Linked DNA regions of Mus musculus: all the other regions are linked to region 1. A link is a contact called in public HiChIP or PLAC-seq and promoter capture Hi-C data. All regions are on one chromosome and are shown on one strand. The core of a region is the stretch at or near the end of the contact, and the rest is flanking DNA. Distances in the headings are between cores, read along the strand shown.

Region 1 (3,671 bases), core at 318-2,817:
AAAAACAACTTCACATCCTCCTGACTTGTCGTTCCCCCGACAAATTGTCTTTTGCACCCGATCATTTAGGGTTGGGAGTTATTATTTTAAAAAGCAGGATGTGGTTTGGAGGGGGGACGTGCTTACACGTTTAAGTATCCAGACCTGCCTGAGGGCGCTGGTATTTCTAGTTCAAAAGCTGCCTCTGGCTACCCTGGAAAAGACAAAAGTAATGCCCAGAAACAGGAAACCCTCCAGCGGCGGCGCCTTGCGATGCGTGAGGACACCTCTTTTTACACCAAGGTCCAGAGAGGCTTTGAAGATGCTTCCAGCTTGCAGAAGGCGGAGGCGCCCACGTGTGGCCTGGCTTTCGCAGACTCTCTCGGTGAAGGCTCCGGAGAGGTCCTCCAAAGGCTGTGTCAGCAGGGTGCCTGATGAAGATGAGCCTTCCTTTGGAGTCCCTTGGCCCTGAAGACGGAGTTTCTAGGCCCTAGCAGTCTGCAGTGGAGATAGTTTGAATCTGAAGCAAGAAAAATGACTCTATAAACATCCCCTAAAACTCGACTTCAACCTGAAATCCGACATGCAAATCTCCACCGGGTTAAACAAACAGCGGTGCAAGCTGCAGCTTCGGCGGGGGTGGCGGTGGGGGGGCGGACGCCGCTCGCGCCGGTCTCCGTTTCCAAAGTTGTTACAATGTGAAAATAAGCGGCTTCGTGCAGAGTGTTGTATGGGCTGATGCTTCCCACCCCCACGCCAGCCCCCAGAAAAACCTGGCAGATAATCAGCACGTCCCACTGTTTAGTCATATTTGACAACTGGGTTAACCTGGTATCTAGGCGCTGGCGAAGCCATACAAAGGGTGCCCTCAATTACCACCAGGAGCTTCTGGTGTGATAGGCACTTGTATTACCCCCTGGGTCAGAGGCCAGAGCGACAATTAGGAAGTCACTTAGACCGCTGGAGGGAAATGGCGGGATGCAGCAGGCTCTGGGCTCTCCTAACAAGTCTGTGGGTGTAGACCTGCCTGGAGAGGCCCAGCTGTCCTTTGCGCCCTCTGCTCAATAGGACTCTGAGTATAAAAAGAGTACGGTGGGAGCAGGAATCTGGGAAAACGACCACGACAAGGATAAATCCATCGCAAGAGTGATGGCTACAAGTTCAAGTTCTTCGCAGCAACAACGTGTACACACAAAGTGAACGCAGACCATTTCTGCTTGTGCCCTAGGCCGGGGTGTCCCTCTCCTGCTTCTTTCCCACAAGTGGAGAGTGAAGACTGTCAGCCCTACGTAGCAAGGTGGCCAGGGTGGTGGGAGTGGTGGGGGCCTGCGGCTTGGTCTCAACAGTACTTAAACCTGGCTTGGTACGTGAGTGTGTGTAAATTTTTAATTGCACTGTAATTTCTTCTGTCCCTAGCCCGCCCCCCTCCCACCCACGCCCGCAGACTTGACTGGCACGCGCCAGGAGCCCGGGCTCGGGCCCCTCGGAGCGTCTGATTGGCTGCGGGGCAGCTCCCGTCTGCTCTGCCTGCGCCCTCATTGGGCGAGAGGCGCAGCCAGCGGCACTTCAAAGCGGGTGCTCCTCGCACTTAGGCTGAGTTTTGCCGGCGGGAGCCCAGAGTCCGCTCGGCGCGAGCGCGGGACGCGGGAGCCGCGCGGGACCTGAATCGTGATTCCCAGCAGCCGCCAGGCTTAACACCGCTCCGGGCCTCGCCGCGCAGCCCAAAACCTGCTATGGCCACGTCTATACTTGGGGTAAGTGAAAAAGACTCGCTGCAAAGGCTTTGCTCATTTTTGTTTGTTTTGTTTTTGTGTTGTTGGTGGTGGTTTTTTGTTTTTGTTTTGTTTTCTTATGGCTTCTCTGGGCCAGAATCTCTCAAGAAACTGTTGCTATACCACAGCTCTGGTTTCCTTTTAGCATTTTCTACATTTCTGGAACCGATCTTTTCAAGTTATTGGAACCTGGGACCTTTTGCCTTTGCAAGAAAAGAATGTCTTAAGCAAGTTCCCTTTTAACTGGTTTTTGAGGCAAAGCCGAATGTTTCTTTTCTTCCCTTCTTGATTTTAACATCACTCCCCCACTCCCAACCCCACCCCCCGCCACTTGGTTTGGGGGTTGTTGCATTACATTACAGTGTTTTCTGGAAAGTCTTGTTTTGCAGGCCACGAAGTTACATTAATAAACACTTACATTAGCGTGGCTCCCCAGTTTGCCCTTGACTTTGAAAGCCGCTTATACTTGGATTCTTTTTGTAATCGTGTGCGTTGTGTAAATATCAAAACTACGTTTCTGAACTATAAAAGAAAATAGCCAAGTCGTAGCCACTCATTCGAGGAATGTTCTAAGAGTTTCTTCCAGCACTGGGTGGCTGTTTTGGCCACCACCCCCCGCCCTCACCCGTTATTTCTTGTGTGTGTTTACCTTCGTGCTACACCCGGAAGGGCGACTTGGGAGCTTCTGGGAGATGAGCGGGCTTATGGCGTCAACCCAAGTCTGATTCTAGACAAGGGTGGCAGCGAACGAAGTGGCGAAAACCGAGGCATTTCTGATCTATAGTCTCACTGAGGAACAACTTTCCTACTCGCTCGTGGTCGCCTCTGTCCTGCGCGGGGCGCGGCGCGTCCCCCGCCAGCGTGCGGGGAGGAGGCGCGAGCCGGGGTGCCAGGGCCCTCCGGGATCTGCGCGGGGGGAACGAGGCTGCTCACCGGTGCACTTTGTGTCTTCCCCCACTTCTCCCTGCCCTCCTCCTCCTCCTCCTCGCTCCCTCCTTCACCCCACCCACTCTAGGAAGAGCCACGCTTCGGAACGACCCCGTTGGCCATGCTGGCGGCGACCTGCAACAAGATCGGCAACACGAGCCCCCTGACGACCCTGCCCGAGTCCAGCGCCTTCGCCAAAGGCGGCTTCCACCCCTGGAAGCGCTCCTCGTCCAGCTGCAACCTCGGCTCCAGTCTCTCCGGCTTCGCTGTGGCCACGGGCGGCCGCGGCTCGGGCAGCCTGGCGGGTGGCTCGGGAGCCGCCAACAGCGCCTTCTGCCTGGCCTCCACGTCCCCCACGTCGTCCGCCTTCAGCAGCGACTATGGCGGCCTTTTCTCCAACTCGGCGGCGGCGGCGGCCGCGGCGGCCGGCGTGTCCCCGCAGGAGGCGGGCGGCCAGTCGGCCTTCATCTCCAAGGTGCACACGACGGCGGCCGACGGTCTGTACCCGCGCGTGGGCATGGCGCACCCGTACGAGTCGTGGTACAAGTCGGGCTTCCACTCGACCCTAGCGGCGGGCGAGGTGACCAACGGCGCGGCGTCATCGTGGTGGGACGTGCACAGCAGCCCTGGGTCCTGGCTGGAGGTGCAGAACCCCGCCGGGGGGCTGCAGAGCTCGCTGCACTCGGGCGCCCCCCAGGCCTCGCTGCACTCTCAGCTGGGCACCTACAACCCCGACTTCAGCTCGCTCACGCACTCGGCCTTCAGCTCCACCGGCCTCGGCTCGTCGGCCGCCGCCGCTTCGCACCTGCTCTCCACCAGCCAGCACCTGCTGGCCCAGGACGGCTTCAAGCCGGTGCTGCCCTCTTACTCGGACTCCAGCGCAGCGGTGGCCGCGGCGGCCGCCAGCGCTATGATTTCGGGCGCAGCGGCGGCCGCCGCCGGGGGCAGCTCGGCGCGCTCCGCCCGTCGCTACTCGGGCCGCGCCACCTGCGA
Region 2 (3,671 bases), core at 698-3,197, 1.2 Mb before region 1:
GACTTGATGGTGTAGATGATAGCCATCATACTACTATGATGAGTCTACTGTGGGTTCATGGTCCCCACCCTTAATGAAGAACTATCACTGGGGTGGGCTGTGACCTTTGAGATGCCCTTCCTTCCTTCCTTCCTTCCTTCCTTCCTTCCTTCCTTCCTTCCTTCCTTCCTTCCTTCCTCCCTTCCTTTCCTTCCTTCTTTCCTTCCTTCCTTCTTTCCTTCCTTCCTTCTTTCCTCTCTCTCTTTTTTTTTCCTTTTTTCTTCTTCAAGACAGGGTCTCCCCATATAGCTCTGGCTGTCCTGGAACTCATTATGTAGACCAGGCTGAGATGCCCTTCTTAATGATAGACAAATACTTCTAACCGTTCATTGGAAAGACATTATCCTGTGTTTGAGTTGATTCTATGATTGAAGAGTCTCTTTACTGTTCAAAATGAGCTTACACCTGAGGCAGCTCAGATACAGTCAATCAGTTGGAAGCCATGCATGGCGCTGCTGTCTGAGCTGGCGTCGTTGTAGAAAGCTAAGAACCAGTCCTATTTGTGTGAATCAAAAGTCACGACACTTCCCCTTTAACATGCATGCCACTTTTTATCCACATGAGCTTCCTTCTGTTGAGTTGGTGGTTTCATTTTTAGTGAAGAAATCAAGTTTAATTAAAACTTACTTGCCATTTAAGATGATAATTTGTTTGATTTAGCATTCTTAATTACCTTGGGTAAATTGCCCACATAATTCATTTGTTTTTAAAGTATTACTACGCCATTTGCATATTTTGAACGACACCACTTTGATGAAACGCTGGGGTGGAGTCAGGGCAGATGGTAAGGGGTCCGCCCTGGTCTGTTTGTTCAGCTGGAAGATCTTCATCATTCCGCTTACTGAGTTCTTGTAGATCAAAGTTAAAATCATTAGTTATGATGTGTCTGGGGGAAAGGGTGGCCACGTAGTCCCTGTGAGCAGCATTTGGGTCCGGCCAGAATGGATCCCCTAGAAACTCTGAAGATTTTATAGTCACAAGGTCTCTTCAGTGCTCAAGATGTCAGCCTACACACTCGAGGCTGTGTGGCTGTTCACGTCTAACGCATCAGGGGAACGTACAAATAGCTGGAAAACTTGCCTGAATTAGTGAAAAAAAAAGTGATTTTGACAGATGGTAGCCATTTTATTATTCTGAGTGTAGGGTGCCCATTAGCCAGTCCCAACAAACAACCATCTATGAGGGAGGACTTTAGGCACTCTTATGCAGAAGCGGATAAGACTGACTCTATATTTTATATCTACTATTTTAGGCTTTATTTATGAATTCTAGCTCATGTCCTGAGGGATGCTAGTTTGAGTATTCTCCAGGCACGCCCCTTTCCTTAGCAGAGGGGAGTGAGAGGTGTACTCAGGCTCTAGAAAACTGCTGGTTGGCACGGCATAGGCTCTGATTTACTGATGTCTAAGCAATTCAGCATCTTATCATTGGTTTCCCTTAAACTCTAGAAGCTGGTTCATAGCTTCTGACTATGAATAGTGATGATGAGGATGATGAGGATGAAGGTGATGAGGATGACAGAAATCATCACACCAGGTTAGACAGCTCCAGCATTTCTTCTGCCTGCAGTGAAACTGGGGAAAACACCCCAAGAAGCCCACATTAGTATTAGTTACACTCCCGAGTTGGCTCTGTGTCATGTGTCAGAAAGATGGGTCTCATACGCTCTGTCTTTTAGTCTAAGGGACCAATCATGGAAAAGTGTACATGCATTTTCCAGAACAGAGTAATGAGGTGAAGGAATGGCAGGGTTGCTTTTTGAGGACAACCTCTGGACCTATGCTTATGGCAGGAAACTGCTCCCCCCCCCCCAGCTCCTTGTTAAGTCTGCCACCTAAAGCAGCCTGTGTTCAAGAAGGTACTCTTCTTGATGAGAGTGCCTTCTTCTGTGCAGGGCGTGTCCTCTGGTCCCTTGTCAGTCCTCTCCTAAGGTTCAGAAGACCTGATTGGCTCACAGATGTAACTCTGGGCAAGTTGCTTGGTTCTCTGAATTTCCGTTTTGTTGCCTGCAAAGTGGTTGGCAGATGGATTCCATGTATTGAAAGTCTTTCTAACTACAGCTTTGTGGTCTAGATGGCATAGATCTATACGGCTTGTGGTCTGTATAGTTTTACAGGGTCTCTAAACATCCGTGGGGGTGGGAAGACCAGTTACTGGAGTCATATGCCGTCAGAAGGCATAGATTCTGGCTAACCAGACAGTCTTACTGGGAGTCAACCCTCAACTCCCCAGTGCTCTTAGTTCTGTGAGTCAGTAGAACATCAGTAGAATGAGCTTGTGACCTGCCCTGCCCTGTGTACTCACCCCATTGCTGTACTTGGTTCAAGGGAAGCTGGGAAGGATTTTAGCACTAAAAGCACCAGGGTTGTGATCTTGATGTTTAAAGCAAAACATAGAGGAGAGAACAAGAATCCTTTAATCTTAGTGGGCTCAAAGGAGAAAAAGACTAAACACGGTGGCTTTTAAATGTTGGTAGCATTTTACATTACCAAGAGGCTTCTCAATTTTATTTTTAGTTCTAAAGTAAAAGCATTCATAAATATTGAAAGTTCAAACAATATGCCGAAGCTACATTATAAAAATGTTCTCCCCACTCCCACCACTCCCAGCTGTCCACCACTGATGCTTGTATTTGTACATTCCCAGAAAGGTCTCTATGTAGATGTCAATACAGGTTTTCCAAAAGGGCATTAAGATGGAATACTACTGCTTGTGTTCTCCTTAACTTCCTTCATGGCTGTTCTGCACTATTCTGTGTAAACCACAGGAAGGTATATGCTCGATAGAACAACCCCAGGAAGCTTGTGTGGCCATATAGACAGGATGCATAAAAGCAGTAGAGCTGTTACAGCCTCACTTTGGAACACATGTCACTTTTCTGACTTTGGGACGTCTCTGAGCACTAATGGGTCTGTAAACATCACAGTGTTAACTTTGTCATAGCTGGGCCCCAGAGCAAAGATAACCTCATGTTTTAAGATAGCCTTTGCTAAGTGCTTTGGTAAATGAATGTATATTGTCAGTAGGCTAATACGTATATTTCTCATACTGCGTACTTATATGTATTTTTAGCATAATGATCACTGTGCGTCCGGCATAGTCTGGAGGCATGATTCAGTTCAAAGTCATATAACCCATTATAACAGATATAGAAAATAAATATTGTCCCATGAGATAACATGACTTGTCCATTTGAACAGTCAATAGCATCTGCATATAATGGGACTCTCACTTCTCTGACTTCATGCCTTTTATTTAATTTTTCCTGCATTATTACACTGGTTAAGGTAACTACATTAGGGGCCCACATTCTTTTCCTGTCATCGATTTTAGAGGAACTTTAGCACTTCACCATTAAATATGATTTCAAGTATAGACTAAGGATATCTTCTATGTCTTATTTGCTGAGAGATTTTTTTTTCATGAAGTCACTAAGATTACAAAATACTTTTATTTTGCAATTTTATTTTTTATTATTTATCACATTTTATTATTATTGATGACGTGTTGTAGTCTTACATTTTTAAAGTAAACTTAATATTTGTGCAAAATACTGATTTTCCTTGTTATACATAGCCACCTTAGACTTGCTAATATTTGTTAAGGAGAGTTAGGCCTGTGTTAATTGACAC
Region 3 (3,671 bases), core at 506-3,005, 1.2 Mb before region 1:
TGAGTGGTGCTGATTTCATGTTGCTAGAGCCTGCGAGCTGCTGGAAGCTTCACATTTCCTGACTACCTAATGGGAAGTCTTTGATCTGGCGAAGAGCCCAATTGTCCATCTTCCTGGGGCTGGCAACCACTTATGGGGTTATGAGGGTGCGCATTAATCGACTTCCTAGACACCTCTCCACTGGGGGAGAGCCTGCAGACAAGGAAAGGAGTGTGTGAGTGCTGACAAGAAATTCCTGAGATTGGTAGGTGGTTTGAATCTCATTTTAAATACCAGGAAAGCCACATTCATCATCTCGGAGAGCAGATCTGAATGAGAACTTCAAGACGGACATTCTCTGTCAATACTTAACGGAGTTATACTTTACCAGTACAGACACTCATTTTTCCCTTGCTAAAGGGCCGTGAGAGAGAACACATGACACCGGATCCTTTTAAATTAATGGGGTTTTGACATCTTTGGGGCCCATTTTATAAAGAAATCCATTTTTTTTTCTGACTTCTCATCATTCACATTTTGTCAGGCACACTTTTAAGCATCTCAGTGATGTCAGAAAGAAGTCCTGCTTGCTTACAAATAGATTTCAGTGGTTTAGAGCCTGAATCATGTCCTGTTGCTAGAAACGTAGGCAAGCTTTGCTCTCCGTTCATTGGGAGACTTTTCTGATTAGGACGGTGTCCAAGTAACATATGCTCTTCTCCCATGGAGGCCATCACAGTTTGCAGTTCCCACTGAAAGGAGAAGGTCTTAGCAGAGGGCTAGTCTAGACACAGGCATGAGTTATAGTCAAACAGGTGTTTACATAGATCCAGCTCTGTATACACGTCTGATTGTGCTTGATTCGCTTCTTCCTAACACCAATCAGCAAGGAAAGAGATTTAAATACAGATAGGAATTTTATAAGGTTCAGGTCAACCTTAGCAAGGAAACATTTTAGAGAATAGATGCTGTAAGCTTTGCAAAGGAAAAGGCGCTTGAGCACACACGTAATGTGTTTAAAGGACTCTGCGTCCCTGGACTCTGTCTCTCAGACTCTGGGACTGCACTGTGGTGTATGAGACACACATGAGCAGCTACAGAAAGAGAGAGGCCCCGTGCCCCTCCCTTGCTTTGTAGGTACTGCTGAGTCCACCCACGTGCCACCGTAGCAAGCAGCCTCAGGACTGGAAGGCAAGACAGAAGGCAATGCCTGGGTGCTAGACAGCGAGCTGAGAGCATGCAGCTGGACAGCAGGTGTGAACTGACAGCCACCTAGAGGGTTTCAATTCGGACAGCTGAGGTTCTGATGACAGAACTCCGGTTTTGGGTTTTTTGGTGTTTTTTGTTTGTTTGTTTGTTTGTTTTTGGTTTTTTGGTTTTTGGGTTTTTTTTTTTTTTCCTAAGGAAAGCTGCTGGTGACGTTTGTAATGACTCTATTTAAGGACAGGAAGTTTGGGCAGGTTTGATGACAGATAAGAGCCAATGCTCAGAGTCAGAACTTAGGGAACTGGCGACAGCCATTTCCACAATTGTCCCTGGGGACTCCCCGGTGACCTGTGCGACCTCTCCTGGGCCCTGCCCTGCCTAAGGGGACTCAAGCATTTTCTTTGCAAGGAAGTTAGACTTTATCTAAGGGAGACTTATTTTGAAGAATTTTCCTTGGTTGTCCTTTGAAATGTCATTTCCTGCTTCTGCAAACGAGGAAGTGGGTGGAAGGAGGTTAGAGTCTCATCCACTTAGAGCCTAATTTACTGTGGCTTCCTGCTGTCAGCACTCACCACCAGGTTACCCATTCCTTCCTCCACCCAACACGGCTAGCATCTGTAAACCAAGAGAGGTAGCTGGCAATGAATCCGTGAGAAACAGGGAGGGGGTATGTGGAGAATACCACTCCCTTCAAGTCCACTCCCTCCGAGTCATGACATGTGTACAAGAAAGGTCTTATCCCATGATTTCCATCCTTTCTGTCAGGATCAGAAATGGAAAGGAAAGCATGGGACCCTTTGTTAACAATTATTAAGAACCCCAGGACAGCAGCTCCACATTAGTAATCCAGGCCCAGTGCCCCCTCAGTGGTACAGGTTACAGGTCTCACATCCTAGAAGCCAGGCCTGACTTGATCTTTTCTTTGATTTACTCTAAAACCAGTGCTGACCTAGTCTTTATGAGTATTACTGCAACATCTGTCAGATATTAAATTAGGATGTGTCTTCCTGTCTTCTGATTTCTCTCAATCCCTAAATGTGTCGTTTCCACCCTCCTTTCTATTTTCTTCTGCTTCATTTTCTCTTTTTCTGGGTGTACGTGGCACAGTCATGTGTACACATGAGTGCATACATGCTTTCTTGCATGTATGCATTCAGAGACCAGAGATCAAGGTCAGATGTTCTCCTCTGTCATTTTCTACTTTATTATTTTAGATTGAGTGTCCCCCTGAACCTGGAGTTCACTATTTGTCTAGACTGGCTGTCCAGAGATCTCACAGGATCCTTCTGGCTCCATCTACCAGAGCTGGAGCTACACCCAGTTTTCTATGAAGGTTACAGAGATTCGAACTCAGGTCTTTGTGCTTATACAGCAAGTACCTTCCCCACAGAGCTGATTCCCAGAGAGTACTTTACAGACTAATTTCTGCCATTTTTCCCCTTCAACTCATCACCATGGCATCTGTTTCCCTCAAAATTCTGGGACAGTACTGAGCTCAAAGATGCTTGATGGGAAAGTATGGCTGATTACAAGCGAAGAGCCAAAGTCATTGTCATCTGTTTTGCGTGGTGGGATCAGAGGCAGATGAGAGCATGGTAGAAGTGCATGTGTGGCAAGGAGACATGAGTGGGTACCTGACTTCTTTCTCAAATGAGCAGCGCAGTGCGCAGGTTCAGCTAGAAAAACAACGAGAAGAGAGGTAGGCTATCCTTTTTCCAACTGGCATAGAAATTCCTGGTATCAATGAGTACAAGTGGCTTTACTAAACTGACTCAGAGAACATTAAGTAGTAAGTTACTGCCATTTGTAGAGAATCTCAGTTAGGTTGTTCACAGGCATCGGTAGTGGATTCCTCTAGTCTTAATCAAGATGTTCACTGTCACCGGTCGTAGATTCCTCTGGTCTTAGTCAAGGTTACCATTGATGAGATAAAGTGTCATGGCCAACAGCAAGTTGGGGAGGTAAGTATTTATTTGGCTTACAGTTCCTCATCATGGCCTATCAGCTTTGGGTGTTACTGGATATCAGTCGAGGATTCCACCTTTCCCCCTGGCACTCCATCCTTGCAAAGCACTTAGAAGTCTTTAGTTCTTTCGTTCATTGCTCTTTCCATATCAGATCAACAACACAAGACATGGCCACTATCTTAGTTGGAGGTGTGATGGACAGTTTCAGAGAACATTAGCATCCTATCACAGTTATTTGCAGCCTTTGTGTGCCTGCTCTAGGGCCTTTCCTAAGCCACAAGAGATTCCCCAGACTAAACTCAAGATCACCTGGAAACTTGTGGGTAAAGGGGAGCTAGTGTGGACCTTGATAATGACAGATGAGAGTCTGCAGACAAGTTGTCCACAACCCCAGATTTGAAGGCACAAATCTGAGATGCATTAGTTATGGGTCACTTGTGGGCCAGCCAGCTCACTGACAGTCTTCCTATGCCTTTTCTTGTTTCCCTCTTCATGACTGCTTCTTGGTGGTCACTTAGG

The links. Promoter capture Hi-C pulls out the DNA fragments that hold promoters and counts their contacts. HiChIP or PLAC-seq counts read pairs in DNA pulled down with a chosen protein or histone mark.
Region 2: an H3K27ac HiChIP or PLAC-seq map of T-cell acute lymphoblastic leukemia shows a contact between it and region 1, with 11 times the contacts expected there. The contact joins the enhancer-like site here to the promoter of Sp9 in region 1. A contact is called at or near these places in 5 of 39 promoter capture datasets (the 3T3-L1 cell line, embryonic stem cells, liver and 2 more), 1 of 15 datasets of contacts at CTCF or cohesin (embryonic stem cells), 2 of 484 Hi-C or Micro-C datasets (embryonic stem cells and pro-B cells), 4 of 115 datasets of contacts at active chromatin or transcription factors (T-cell acute lymphoblastic leukemia, embryonic forebrain, forebrain and 1 more) and 1 of 9 other capture datasets (liver).
Region 3: a contact with region 1 is called in a promoter capture Hi-C map of liver, with 2.3 times the contacts expected there. The contact joins the enhancer-like site here to the promoter of Sp9 in region 1. A contact is called at or near these places in 3 of 39 promoter capture datasets (embryonic stem cells, frontonasal cranial neural crest and liver), 6 of 115 datasets of contacts at active chromatin or transcription factors (embryonic forebrain, embryonic hindbrain, embryonic stem cells and 3 more) and 1 of 9 other capture datasets (embryonic trunk).

What each region holds. Positions count from the first base shown.
Region 1 is chr2:73,270,359-73,274,029 of GRCm38.p6, forward strand. It overlaps Sp9 (trans-acting transcription factor 9), which reads left to right and starts at 1,568. Exons shown (of 2, transcript NM_001005343.2): 1 at 1,568-1,733; 2 at 2,767-3,671. The coding sequence starts at 1,713.
Region 2 is chr2:72,081,039-72,084,709 of GRCm38.p6, forward strand. The region is part of intron 4 of Rapgef4 (Rap guanine nucleotide exchange factor (GEF) 4); the gene reads left to right. Among named protein-coding and RNA genes, the nearest start is that of Gm29940, 28 kb to the left of the region's middle. Within about 2 kb of position 1,948, at least 22 of the 459 cell types and tissues checked have an H3K27ac peak or open chromatin away from gene starts, as enhancers often do. A contact at or near this core is called in T-cell acute lymphoblastic leukemia, where this site is marked.
Region 3 is chr2:72,116,191-72,119,861 of GRCm38.p6, forward strand. All of the region lies in intron 4 of Rapgef4 (Rap guanine nucleotide exchange factor (GEF) 4), which reads left to right. Among named protein-coding and RNA genes, the nearest start is that of Gm29940, 63 kb to the left of the region's middle. Within about 2 kb of position 1,756, at least 82 of the 459 cell types and tissues checked have an H3K27ac peak or open chromatin away from gene starts, as enhancers often do. A contact at or near this core is called in forebrain and liver, where this site is marked.